Linked DNA regions of Sus scrofa: all the other regions are linked to region 1. A link is a contact called in public Hi-C data. All regions are on one chromosome and are shown on one strand. Each heading gives the region's core, a stretch centred on a gene start, on an enhancer-like site or on the middle of the called end of the contact. The rest is flanking DNA. Distances are from core to core; before and after follow the strand shown.

Region 1 (4,159 bases), core at 994-3,493:
CTTAGCCTGGGAATCTCCAGATGCCGCAGGTACAGCCCTAGAAAAGGCAAGAAGACAAAAAATAATAAAATAAAAGAAAAGAAAGAAAGACTGAGTGCTATTTCTGTGATGATTCAGAGATGGGCATATTGATTTTTCTAGTTAATGCTATTTACCTGTGATGTTGTTGTTTCTTTTTTTGTTTTTTGTTTTTTTTTTTGGTCTTTTTTGCTATTTCTTGTGCTGCTGCTGCAGCATATGAAGATTCCCAAGCTAGGGGTCCAATCGGAGCTGTAGCCCCCGGCCTACACCAGAGCCACAGCAACGCGGGATCTGAGCCACGTCTGCAACCTACACCACAGCTCACAGCAATGCCGGGTCGTTAACCCACTGAGCAAGGGCAGGGACCGAACCGGCAACCTCATGGTTCCTAGTCGGATTCGTTAACCACTGTGCCACGATGGGAACTCCCAATTTTTATTTTTTATTTCTAAAGAACTAAATAGCACAACCATTCTAAGTGATGTGCTGGGTATGTTATCTTATAAATGTTCAAGGTACAGCTTCTAATGTTGAAAAATAGAAAAATAAATTGACCTTGATGAAGTGTGTCTTCTTTTGTCTGTTCCCAGGAAAGTTTATTTCACGTATTTCCACTGCTGAAATGATTAGCGTTAACAGCTTTTTCCCTCCATTTTATTTCACAGGGTCTCTTCATCTTCCTGATATATGGGGTGTACGAGACAGAGCTAAGTCTGCTTGGAGTATCTCAAGGCTGACAGAGTGAATGAGAGAAATGACAGGTTTCTTATCTTGATAACTGAGGAACAAAGTTGGCTTTTCCTAGGAGTGTCCTGCTGCCCTTCACGCTTGGACTAGCTTATAGGCATCCCAGCTTACCATTAAACACTGACACCCTGATGAAAGGGACAGCCTCATTTCTCATAGGCATCGACGAATATTTTACTACTGCCTTAAGTTTTTGAATCTTCAGTCCTTCTTTTAACACTTAACTATACTTGACAGCATTCAAACTTCAGTTTAAGTGGCAGAATGGCATCTGTGGCGTTGCATGATGTTACAAAGATACTAGTATTTCTTGTCTCAAAATACTCATTAAATATTGTCTTTTAAGCTTTGGAGCAGGCTCGGAGAGGCCCACAAGGATTAGTTAATGATCTTTATGGTTCCAGTTGCAAAATTTCTCGGGGGAGTCATTTATTACTTAATTATGAGAAGTCCTATGGCTAGAAATAGTGAGACAGTTGACTTGTAATTTCATTATGAAACGTACCATGAAAAGAAATTATTCTCATGGTTCTGGCTCTTTTATGGGAAAAAAAAATTGTTATTTACATCTACTCTTGGTCAGAAAAGTTGCTGGTTTAGATTTTTGCACACTTAAACATCAAAGTGGGTGCCCTTGTTTGCACCTTAGGCACTGAATAAATATTTGTTTGATTTTTGTTGATCTTTGATTTCAAGATTTTACTTTGTAATGTTCCCTTAAGAGGGCAATTCGTCATTTTGACTGCATTTCTCAGTATTCTGTACTGGGGCGGGCGGAGTGGATCTGGGTAGAGCTTAGAAGAGCCTGGCATCCACCTCTTTTTAAATAATAGAAGAAACCAGGCAGCAGTAGAACCTGGCCGGCAGACTCATTAGCCAGACCGAGAAGGTATGTGGGCATTTAAAAACCATCTGATGATGAAACATGTGTGTGGGTGTGTTTTACAGGGCTGCCGCACCTGGATCACACGCGGTTTCCTTTTCCAGTAGCCTTCAGGTAGGTTGGCAGTAAGACAACTTTTTTTTTTTTTTTTTTTTTTGCAACGGTACCTCTGCCGCAGTTTCAAAGCAGGCTCCTCCCACCCATGCAGAGGCTACGCGCCCATTATTCAAGTGTCTGCACCCGAAAGAGGGGGACCCGAGGCTATCAGTCTTAGTACAAGCGGAGCACTGCAAGTTTAACGCAAGTAGGCACAACCCGCGGTGCCCCAAGCCGTCCCCGCCTGGGTCTGGGCTTGACTGCAACGCCGGGCCCGCAAACCACAGAGGGGTGGGAGCCCCGACCGCCGGCAGCCCGCTCAACCCCCGCCTCAGCAGCCTTTCTCTTCGGCCGCCCAGCCACGCCGCACGGGTCCGCCGAGCAGCACGCCCCGGGCCCCGCCCCCACACGCCGGCGCGCAGCCCACCAATCGCGCCCGGCCGCCCGGGGCCTCCCCGCTCGGGGGGCTCCCTCCGCCCAACCGCCCGAGTGATTGACAGGCGGCCGGGCGGAAGCCGCGGCGCAGGCGCGCTGGGCGGCCGAGCGGCCCTCGGGCCCGGTCGCCGAGCTCCCGGCAGGCCCCGCGCCGCGGCTGCGCAGTGCCGCGCAGGCTTTTAATTCCATTGTGGAGAGGACGGCGTTATTTTTATTAACCGGAGGCGGCGGCGGCGGCGGCGACGGCGGTGGCGGCGGCGGACCCGTAAGTGCGGGGCGGCGGCGGCGGCGGCCACGACGGCGGCAGCGGCGGCGGCGGCGGGCGGGGGTGCGGGCCGGGCCGGGCCGGGCGGGGCGGGGGCGTCCGCGGCCGGCGGCCGGCCCACTCCTCTCTCCTCTCCTCAGCCAGGCCTGCTCCGGGGCATGAAAGTCGGCAGCGCGTTCCTGAGCGGCGGCGGCGGCGGCGCGGGCAGCGGCGGGCGGGCGGAGATGGAGCCCAGCTTCCCGCCGGGCATGGTGATGTTCAACCACCGGCTGCCCCCGGTCGCCAGCTTCGCGCGGCCGGCGGGCGCGGCCGCCCCTCCCCCGCAGTGCGTGCTGGCCGCCGCCCCGGCCGCGGCCCCGGCCGCCGAGCCCCCCCCGGCGCCCGCCCCGGACGTGACTTTCAAGAAGGAGCCGGCGGCGCCCGGCGCGGCCTTCCCGGCGCAGAGGACCTCCTGGGGCTTCCTGCAGTCGCTGGTCAGCATCAAGCAGGAGAAGCCGGCCGAGCCCGAGGAGCCGCCGGGCGCCCCGCACCCGCACTACGGGGGGCTGTTCGCCGGGGCCGACGAGCGGGCGCCGGCGCTGGGCGGCGGGGACGGGGGCGGCCCCGGCGTCATCCAGGACCTCAGCGTCCTGCACCCGCCGCCCGCCCCGCACCCTCGAGACGTGCTGCTGGGCGGCGGCGGCCGGACCGACGACCCCCGCGGGCCCGAGGAGCCCAAGCAGGACGCGGGCGTGAAGAAGGCGAAGAGGCCAAAGCCAGAATCTCAGGGAATCAAAGCCAAGAGGAAGCCGAGCGCATCTTCCAAGCCGTCGCTGGTTGGAGACGGAGAAGGCGCCGTCCTGTCCCCCAGTCAGAAACCTCACATCTGCGACCACTGCAGCGCTGCTTTCCGGAGCTCCTACCACCTGCGGAGGCACGTCCTCATCCATACCGGGGAGCGGCCCTTCCAGTGCAGCCAGTGCAGCATGGGCTTCATCCAGAAGTACCTGCTGCAGAGGCACGAGAAGATCCACAGCCGCGAGAAGCCCTTCGGGTGTGACCAGTGCAGCATGAAGTTCATCCAGAAGTACCATATGGAGAGACACAAGCGGACGCATAGTGGAGAAAAGCCATATAAATGTGACACTTGCCAGCAGTATTTTTCACGGACTGATAGACTGTTGAAGCACAGGCGCACGTGTGGTGAAGCCATAGCGAAAGGGGCCCCCAATTCCGAACCTGGGTCATCAAACCATAGCAGCCTGGGAAGTCTGGCCGTGTTGTCTCAGGGAAATACAAGTTCTTCAAGGAGAAAAGCGAAGTCCAAGAGCCTCGCCATTGAAAACAAGGAACCCAAGACCGGGAAAGCAAATGAGTCGCCAATCTCAAACAGTATAAGCATGCAGAACTACTCAGTAGAAATGCCTACTGTGTCTTCCAGCGGAGGTGTCATTGGCTCCGGCATCGACGAGCTGCAGAAGAGGGTGCCAAAACTGATCTTTAAGAAAGGGAGCCGAAAGAGCACCGATAAAAACTACCTGAACTTCGTGTCGCCGCTCCCAGACCTCGTTGGGCAGAAGTCCCTGTCTGGGAAACCCAGTGGCTCCCTTGGCATAGTGTCCAGCAGCAGTGTGGAGACCATCGGTCTTCTGCAAAGTACCAGTGGCAAACAAGGTCAAATAGGCAGTAATTACGATGATGCCATGCAGTTCTCAAAGAAAAGAAGATACCTG
Region 2 (4,159 bases), core at 1,085-3,584, 58 kb after region 1:
TGTGTGTGTGTTTGGGGGGGCGGTCTGCAGAAGAGTACTGAGATTAAGTGCTTGCTCTCTGTGCTGAGTCTTGGGGGCTCTGGAAGGACTCACAAACAGCCCAAGGTGTCCACAAACTTACCTTTTTTCTCTCTCTCTTTTTTTTTTTTTTTTTTGTCTTTTGTGCAGCATATAGAAGTGCCCAGGCAAGGGGTCAAATCAGAGCTGTAGCTGCTGGCCTACCCCACAGCCACAGTGACCCTGGATCTGAGCTGCGTCTGCGACCTACACCTCAGCTCACGGCAACGCTGGATCCTTAACCCATTGAGCGAGGCCAGGAATCGAACCCACATCCTCATGGATACTATTTAGGTTTGTTACCACTGAGCCACAATGGGAACTCCTGAACTCACTTGTAGAACAAGTTTTATGGGGCAGGGTGGACAATGTTCAATGTTCAATCTTCTCTAGGAAATTCAGGGGCATGATAGAATTTTTCCAAACTGCCTCATTGATGTGGAATTCACATACAGTAAATGCACATGTGTGGCAAGTTTGGTCAAACATCACCGTCAAGAAGGAACCCTCCAGCTCCGCTCCCTCCCCCACCCAGAGGCGCCTGTGGGGTGGAGGGTGGGGGCTGGTATGAGAGGAACTCATATCTCACCTCCTCTTCTTCTTTTTGGTCTGGCTTCTTCCAGCTGGTAGAACAATACATTTGGTTCAGCCAAGCTGTTACAAATCCCTAGTTCATTCCTTTTCACTGAGTAGTATTTATTGTAGGCGCCTGTGCTGTAAAAGGGGAAAAAACCCAGATCCTCTTTTCATTTTTCTATTTTTTTTTTTTTTTTTTTTTTTTTGAGGCATGTAGAAGTTCCTGGGCCAGGGATGGAACCTGCGCCACAGCAGCGACCTGAGCTGCTGCAGTGCCCATGTCGGATCCTTAAGCATCCTTAACCCACCACCCGGGAATGCCAGACCCTTGTTTTCATCATACAAACTCTAGGGGGTGGGGAGCTCCCGCTATGGTGCAATAGGATCGGTGGAGTCTTGGGAGCACTGGGACTCGGGTTTGATCCCCAGCCTGGCACAGTGGGTTAAGGATCGGTACTACCAGAGCTGAGGCTTAGGTTGTGACTGTGGCTTGATCCCTGGCCTGGGAACTCCATGAACCGAGGGGGGGTGTGTGTGTCAAAAATGACATAAAGAAATAAACAAAAGGGGAGTGAGATTCCTAATGTTTATCAAATGGGAACATGGGTTAAGAGTGCTGAGAAATGCACCTCGGGGGTATGGTTAGGCTGTGTACCTGCCCAGGGTTCTACCAATCCCTGCTAACTCTGAGCACCTCTGGGCATATTTTAGACCTCAGGGGGGGCAGCCCCTCAGGACATGCAACCACAGACTCTGGGATGAGGAGATTAGCGGGGATGCTGGTGATGTGTCCGAGAAGCATCCGGCGTCATCTGCTGCCTTTCCATCCTCCTCATTCCCCAGATAAGGGGCAAGAACTTTTCCAAGTTGCACAAGCAGGAAGTGAGGTGCAGTGGGTCTGAGAGGAACGGTTACTGAAGTCAGAAGTGAGTCAGGAGACAGGATGCAATGCAGCCTGGTCCTCAATCCCAGCCTCGTGGGAGGCTCAGAAATGCGTGCGAAGTTCACTTTCACTTTTATTCTGGTTTGGGTTGTGATAGGATCTTTAAACTGGAGGAGTTAGGCTCCCTTCCTTCCTTCCTTCCTCTCTCCCTAACTTCCCTCCTTCCTTCTCTCTCTCTCTCTCTCTCTTTTTTTTTTTTTTTTTTTTTTGCACGTGGATTGTATCCATGCCACAGCAGTGACAATACTGGATCCTTAACCCGCCGAGCCATCCTGAAACTCTGAGTTAATGTTTTCTTTCCCGTCTTTTAAAAAATGTCCCCTTTCCACTTGGTCAGGGCCAGCACGTGGACTCCACTGAGTTGAATCCAGCAGCCTGCTGAAAAGAGAAAAGCTGGTCTCTTCTCCAACACCAAGGGCACGAGGCACTGGGTAAATCCTGGAAGTTACAGTGGAATGGGTAGCATGTTAAGACCAAATGAGAATTAAATGGTGTTTCTTGCTCTCTTCTGGGTCACGGGAGATTTGAGACTCTGGTGAAATTGTGGGTCTGCTTTCCCAGAACAAGGCACACATCTGCACGCACGCAATTTTGCAATAAGTTCAGAGGGTGTAGAGCGTCCCCTGAGCTTGTCCGTAGGAATGACCTCAGGGTGAGTATTTTTGGCATGAAATGAAATAGCCTTGGGTTCAGGGAAGCACAGAGCCTAGTCAGGGGCGATGAAAAAGATTACAGAGAAGGGCGGGTGGATCGGAGGGGCGGGACGGGTGGGTGGGGTTGGGTTTTGATGGACAGCCCCGCCCAGCTAGGGGCGGGGTCTCAGTGTCTGGAAGGCAGTTCCCCAGGCCCGGGCAGAAGTCAGAGAGAGGGAGAGAGAGAGGGAGGGAGGCGGTCAGCCGCCAACCAGGCCTGTTCCTTGTGGCTGATGAAAGATTACAGGAGGACTCCCCCAAACCACCAGGTGAGGTGGATAGGAGTCATGCTGGGAGTGAGGGTGAACGTGAGGTGAGTATTCCGCTCCCCCCCCACCCCGTTAAATAGTCCATCATTCCTTTTATTTATTTTTTTCAGATGGGGGATTTGGGGGTGTGTACAGGTGATCAATGCATATGGATTGTAACGAATTAAGAATGTTAACAAAAGTCAGAAATTCTCACATAATCTAACCTGTATTAATACTTTTCTTTTTGAATCTTTCTTTTTTTTTTTGTCTTTTCCAGGGCCGCACCCGCGGAACATGGAGGTTCCCAGGCAAGGGTCCAATCGGAGCTGCAGCTGCCGGCCTACGCCACAGCCACAGCAACACAGGATCCAAGCCGCATCTGCGATGTACACCACAGCTCACGGCAACGCAGGATCCTTAACCCACTGAGCGAGGCCAGGGATCAAACCCAAAACCTCATGGTTCCTAGTCAGACTTCTTAACCACTGAGCCACCATGGGAACTCCTCTATTAATACTTAATATGAATGTATTTTTTTGTTTGCCTTTTTTTTTTTTCCTTTGGCCATGCTGGCAGCATGCAGAGGTTCCGCCGGCCAGGATTTGGACCCAAGCCATAGCAGTGACAGGGTTGGACCCTTAACCCGCTGAGCCACTGGGAACTCCTTTTGTTCTCCTTTTTGAATATTCTCATTATTCTCCCCACTCTGGCCCACCACCCCAGTTATAAAGTAAGTCTTGGCGTTTCCTGGTAGTGCATCGGGTTGGGGATCCGGCACTGTCACTGCTGTGGCACGGGCTCCATCCCTGGCTGGGGAACCTCTGCATGCTGCAGGTGCGGCCAAAAAGGAAAAAGAAAAAAACTATTCAGCTGGCTCCCCAGCTTCACAGAGCTGTACCTTCTGTAATTAGGAAGTAATTGCTGGTGATACTTCTTAGGGTTTGTGTGAATATCTTTCCTTCCAGGGAACTTTCACCCATGGCTTTAGCATCTGAGAGGGTCCTTGCCCCCAGTCAACTGTTTCAGTGGTGCTTTTCCAGTAGGTCAGGACTTGCACATTTATTTGCTGGCAGGCAGTGACCATGTAGCCAAGTTAAGGTCATTCATGAATGATCTGGAGCAACCTATGAATGTTCCCTTTATTCGGAAAAAGGGTCTTTGCTGATATGAAGAAGTTAAGAATCTTTTTTTTTTTTTTCTTTTTCTTTTTTAGGGCCACCCCTGCAGCATATGGAGGTTCCCAGGCTAGGGATCTAATCGGAAGTGTAGCCGCCGGCCTACACCACAGCCACAGCAATGAGGGATCCGAGCCGCGTCTGCAACCTACACCACAGCTCACGGCAACGCCGGATCCTTAACCCACTGGGCGAGGCCTGGGGTCGAACCCGAAAACCTCATGGTTCCTACTCGGATTCGTTAACCTCTGAGCCACGACGGAAACTCCAGAAGTTAAGCATCTTGAGATGAGGAGATTCTTCAGGCGAGCCCTGAATCCAGTGACGAGTGTCCTTGGTGGAAGGAGATTTGAGACGAGGACACAGAGGAAGGAGGCTGCGTGGCCAGCCAGGCAGACAGGGGACTGAAGCCACCGTGAGCCAAGGAACGCTGACAGCCCCTTACATCAGCCATGCAGGGAACGG
Region 3 (4,159 bases), core at 481-2,980, 38 kb after region 1:
ATTTTGTTGCTTCAGGAAAGGACCTGCTGATAATGAATGGTAGCTTCCTTTGCTATTTCAGTGTTCCCACTCATTGATAGGTAAACAATTACTTTTTGTTTGTTTGTTTGTTTAGGGCTGAAGCCTCAGCATGTGGAGGGTTCCCAGGCTAGGGGTGGAATAGGAGCTGTACCCTCTGGCCTACACCACAGTGCCAACAACGTCAGATCAGAGCCTCATCTGCGACCTACACCACAGCTCATGGCAACGCCAGATCCTTAACCCAATGAGCAAGGCCAGGGATGGAACCTGCATCCTCATGGATGCTAGTCAGATTTGTTTCCAATGTGCTACAACAGGAACTCCAACAATTACTTTTTTAAGGGAAATAAAATAAGGCAGCAATACAGCCTAGTGAAGTTGCTGTCGTGGTGCAGCAGAAACGAATCTTGCTAGGAACCATGAGGTTGCTGGTTCGATCCCTGGCCTTGCTCAGTGGCTTAAGGATCCAGCATTTCTGTGAGCCGTGGTGTAGGTCGCAGATTTGGCTTGGATCCTGCATTGCTGTGGCTGTGGTGTAGGCTGGCAGCAACAGCTCCGATTTGACATGCCGCAGGTTCAGCCCTAAAAAAGAGAGAAAGACCAAAAAACAAAAACAAAACAAAACAAAAAAACAAGTAAATAATATTAGGAGTTCCTGTGTGGTTCAGCGGTAATGAACCTGCTAGTATCCATGAGGAATTGTGTTCCACCCCTGGCCTTGTTCAGTGGGTTAAGGATTCAGCATTGCTGTGAGCTGTGGTGTAGGTCGAAGAAGTGCCTTGGATCCTGTGTGGCTGTGACTGTGGCGTAGGCCTACAGCTCCAGCTCCAATTTGACCCCCAGCCTGGGAACCTCCACATGCTGCAGATGTGGCCCTAAAAAAAACCAAAAGCAAATGTTAAAGGGTGGAATCCCTTAGTTTCAGACATTCTAAAGATTGAAGCCTGGAACCAAGCACACCAGCTTTTAGTTCTGACTACTGGCTACCTTTTTTTTTTTTGTCTTTTTGCCTTTTCTTTGGCCGCTCCCGAGGCATATGGAGGTTCCCGGGCTAGGGGTCGAATTGGAGCTGTAGCCACCAGCCTACGCCAGAGCCACAGCAACGCAGGATCCGAGCCATGTCTGCGACCTACACCACAGCTCATGACAAGGCCTGATCGTTAACCCACTGAGCAAGGGCAGGGATCGAACCCACAACCTCATGGTTCCTAGTTGGATTCGTTAACCACTGCGCCACGACGGGACTCCTTTTTTTTTTTTTTTTAATTAAAAAATACTTTATGGGGAGTTCTCTGTGGCCCCATGGGCTAAGGTTCCAATGTTGTCACTGCTGTGGCTCTGATTATAGCTGTGGCACGGGTTCGATCCCTGGCCCAGGAATTTCTGTATGCCTGTGGTCCAAAAAAAAAAAAACCCAAACTAAAAACAACAACAAAGAAGACTTGATTGATAAAGAAAGGCTAATCATCCTCTGACAGCAGAGCTGCCACAAACCTTTCATTTGTAAAAAACACATTGTCTGCAAAGCAAAAAACAATGAAAGGAGGTATGTCCATACTTTATACCCTGTTCTTTCGCTACTCTAATTACTTTTTAAGGAAATATGGTCCAGTGGCTTATCTCTAGATTTGTTTACCCTGGTGCTGTGTTGGATCAAAAGAAGGGTCCCTTAGGGAGTTCCTGTCGTGGCTCAGTGGTTAACAAACACGACTAGCATCCATCAGGATTGCAGGTTCAACCCCTGGCCTCGCTGAGTGGGTTAAGGATCTGGCATTGTCGTGAGCTGTGCTGTAGGCGGAAGATGCTACTCGGATCCCGAGTTGCAAGGCTGTGGTGTAGGCCGGCAGCTGGAGCTCTGATTCCACCTCTAGCCTGGGAACCTCCCTATGCTGCGGGTGTGGCCCTAAGAAGACAAAAAACAAGCAAACACAACCTGTCCCTTAGGGCATGAGGAATTTAGAGGCATCAGTTATTCAACGCTGGAGACAGAAGAGCTTCTGAATATGTCCATTTTCTAGACAGGAAACGTCCATAGATCAGAATAGAGAAGTTAAGGTAAATGCCCCAAACTGTGGTGCTTGATGACTTTTCGAGGAGAACACTTTGGGGACTCTTTGGTCCCCAGGCCTCCAAGAAGCCTCGTCTTGGGGGACGAGGGGGGGTACCTTCCGGGGGTTAGTGGAAGCGGGTGCTGTTAGGAACTGGGAATGCCAGGCTGCAGGCTCATGGGTCGCCTATTGACTCTGTCCGTGAGTCACCCTGACCAGTGACCCACTGTTGTGTGTTTCCTTCTTTACAGAAGAGCTGAGACTATTGACATTTTCATCGGTTGCAAAACACATCAGGAAAGGGGAGGGAGGCACTAGGCAAACGTGTAAATGTGAAACATGGCAGGCAGCACACTTGAATCCAGACAAATGCATTCTTTGGATACCTGGCCGTTTATGTAAGACCGGGGAGTTTGATTTCAAAATAGAGGTTTAAGTTGGAAATTTTTTATTTGAACAGTGGAAACGTGGGTCCTTGTTTGCTCTCTTCATCAATGTTGTTTACTGCAAGGAGACTGTTCCCAAGTCCTCTTACTAGAGTGGTGGATCGATTACCAGAGATCAGACTCCCCAGGCCTTTTAGAAATGTGTACGGAAATTTAGGCACCTGCCTTTCCAAGGGGAGACTAACTTCGGTTGAGTCCTGGGAATTGCCTTTGGGTTTGTATAAGTGTCATAAACAAACCAAGACACCAAGTGAATTCTCTAGGGACCTTACAAAAGTGTGTGTGTTAAGGGAATCGACTGAGGCACCTATTTTATTTTATTTTTTAGGGACATACCCCCGGCATATAGAGGTTCCCAGGCTAGGGGTCCAATTGGCGCTGTAGCCACCAGCCTGTGCCACAGCCACTGCAACTCCAGATTCAAGCCGCATCTGCGACTTACACCACAGCTCATGGCAAGGCCGGATCCATAACCCCCTGAGCGAGGCCAGGGATTGAACCCTCATCCTCATGGATACTAGTCAGATTCATTTCCCCTGAGCTTCAGCTTCAGCTTTTTATGAAGAAGTGATGGTGTGTTATCAGCTCTGGGGGACCTTTCTCCAGCATCACCAGCTGCAGAGATAACATTGTATAGAGCGAATGAAGTATATTTTCATGTGAGTGTTGTCCCTTTATCTTCAGGATTAATCTTTGAGTTTTGGGTTAGATTTATCTTGCAGATGGAAAAAAACAAAAAAAAAACAAAAAAAACAAAACTGAGTTTCATAGAGGTCATTACTTGTCCCTAGCGAGTCGACATTTAAATTTAGGGCTTCTGACCACATCTCTCTGAAGCTGCCATGCTTTAAATAATAGTATAGTATAGCAAACGGCAACCACTGCTATTTCTAGACACAGCCTTTTTTTTTTTTTTTTTGTCTTTTGTCTTTTGTCTTTTTAGGGCTGCACCCGCAGCATATGGAGGTTCCGAGGCTAGGGGTCCAATCAGGGCTGTTGCTGCCAGCCTACACCGCAGCCACAGCAACGCCAGATCTGAGCCACGTCTGCGACCTACGCCACAGCTCATGGCAACAATGGATCCTTAACCCACTGAGTGAGGCCAGGGATCGAATCCCCAACCTCACGGGTCCTAGTTGGATTCGTTTCTGATGCGCCACAACGGGAACTCCTAGACACAGCCTTTGTGCTCTCACCCTCCGTGCTGTCCTGTCCTTGTTTCTTCATTCTCTGACTCGCATGCTCCCCCAGCCTTTGCCCCAGAGGGAGACAGTTTGTGCAGGAAGAGATCAGAGAACAGACTCTGTCTGGAGCTCAACTGCCAGGTCAAGGGATTCTCCACCTGCTCACTAGCTGTGTGGGCTGGTTACCCACCACATCTGTGGCTCCTTTATTTTTAAGTTGGGGATAAAAACAGTGAGTTGCTGGAAGAATTAAAGGGGTAATACACAAAAGGCTTGGAAGGAGCCTCCAGTTTGGAAGCTCTCAGGCCACGTGCGCGTAACCTCAGCTCTGGCTCCTGGGTTCCAGGGCGGCGATGGGCAGGTCCCGGCCCTCAGTGCATCTGTGCTGACTGGCTCTCTGTTTGCTGCTTTTGTTACCCATCCACATGCCTTAGGAATTCCTGTTCCCTGAAACTCCATT

Evidence for each region. A called contact is a pair of places that touch in the nucleus more often than the background predicts.
Region 2: a Hi-C map of liver shows a contact between it and region 1, with 7 times the contacts expected there. The contact joins the enhancer-like site here to the promoter of ZNF281 in region 1. A contact is called at or near these places in 1 of 5 promoter capture datasets (liver), 12 of 47 Hi-C or Micro-C datasets (embryonic fibroblasts, fetal liver, heart right ventricle and 4 more) and 2 of 2 datasets of contacts at active chromatin or transcription factors (alveolar macrophages and skeletal muscle).
Region 3: a contact with region 1 is called in a Hi-C map of liver, with 2.0 times the contacts expected there. The contact joins the enhancer-like site here to the promoter of ZNF281 in region 1. A contact is called at or near these places in 1 of 5 promoter capture datasets (liver) and 7 of 47 Hi-C or Micro-C datasets (epiblast stem cells, fetal liver and liver).

What each region holds. Positions count from the first base shown.
Region 1 is chr10:23,037,205-23,041,363 of Sscrofa11.1, reverse strand. ZNF281 (zinc finger protein 281) reads left to right here and starts at 2,243. Exons shown (of 2, transcript XM_021064496.1): 1 at 2,243-2,447; 2 at 2,588-4,159. The coding sequence starts at 2,606.
Region 2 is chr10:22,979,771-22,983,929 of Sscrofa11.1, reverse strand. No RefSeq gene overlaps it. Among named protein-coding and RNA genes, the nearest start is that of ZNF281, 57 kb to the left of the region's middle. Within about 2 kb of position 2,334, at least 56 of the 83 cell types and tissues checked have an H3K27ac peak or open chromatin away from gene starts, as enhancers often do. A contact at or near this core is called in alveolar macrophages, embryonic fibroblasts, fetal liver and 4 more, where this site is marked.
Region 3 is chr10:22,998,447-23,002,605 of Sscrofa11.1, reverse strand. No RefSeq gene overlaps it. Among named protein-coding and RNA genes, the nearest start is that of ZNF281, 39 kb to the left of the region's middle. Within about 2 kb of position 1,730, at least 10 of the 83 cell types and tissues checked have an H3K27ac peak or open chromatin away from gene starts, as enhancers often do. A contact at or near this core is called in fetal liver and liver, where this site is marked.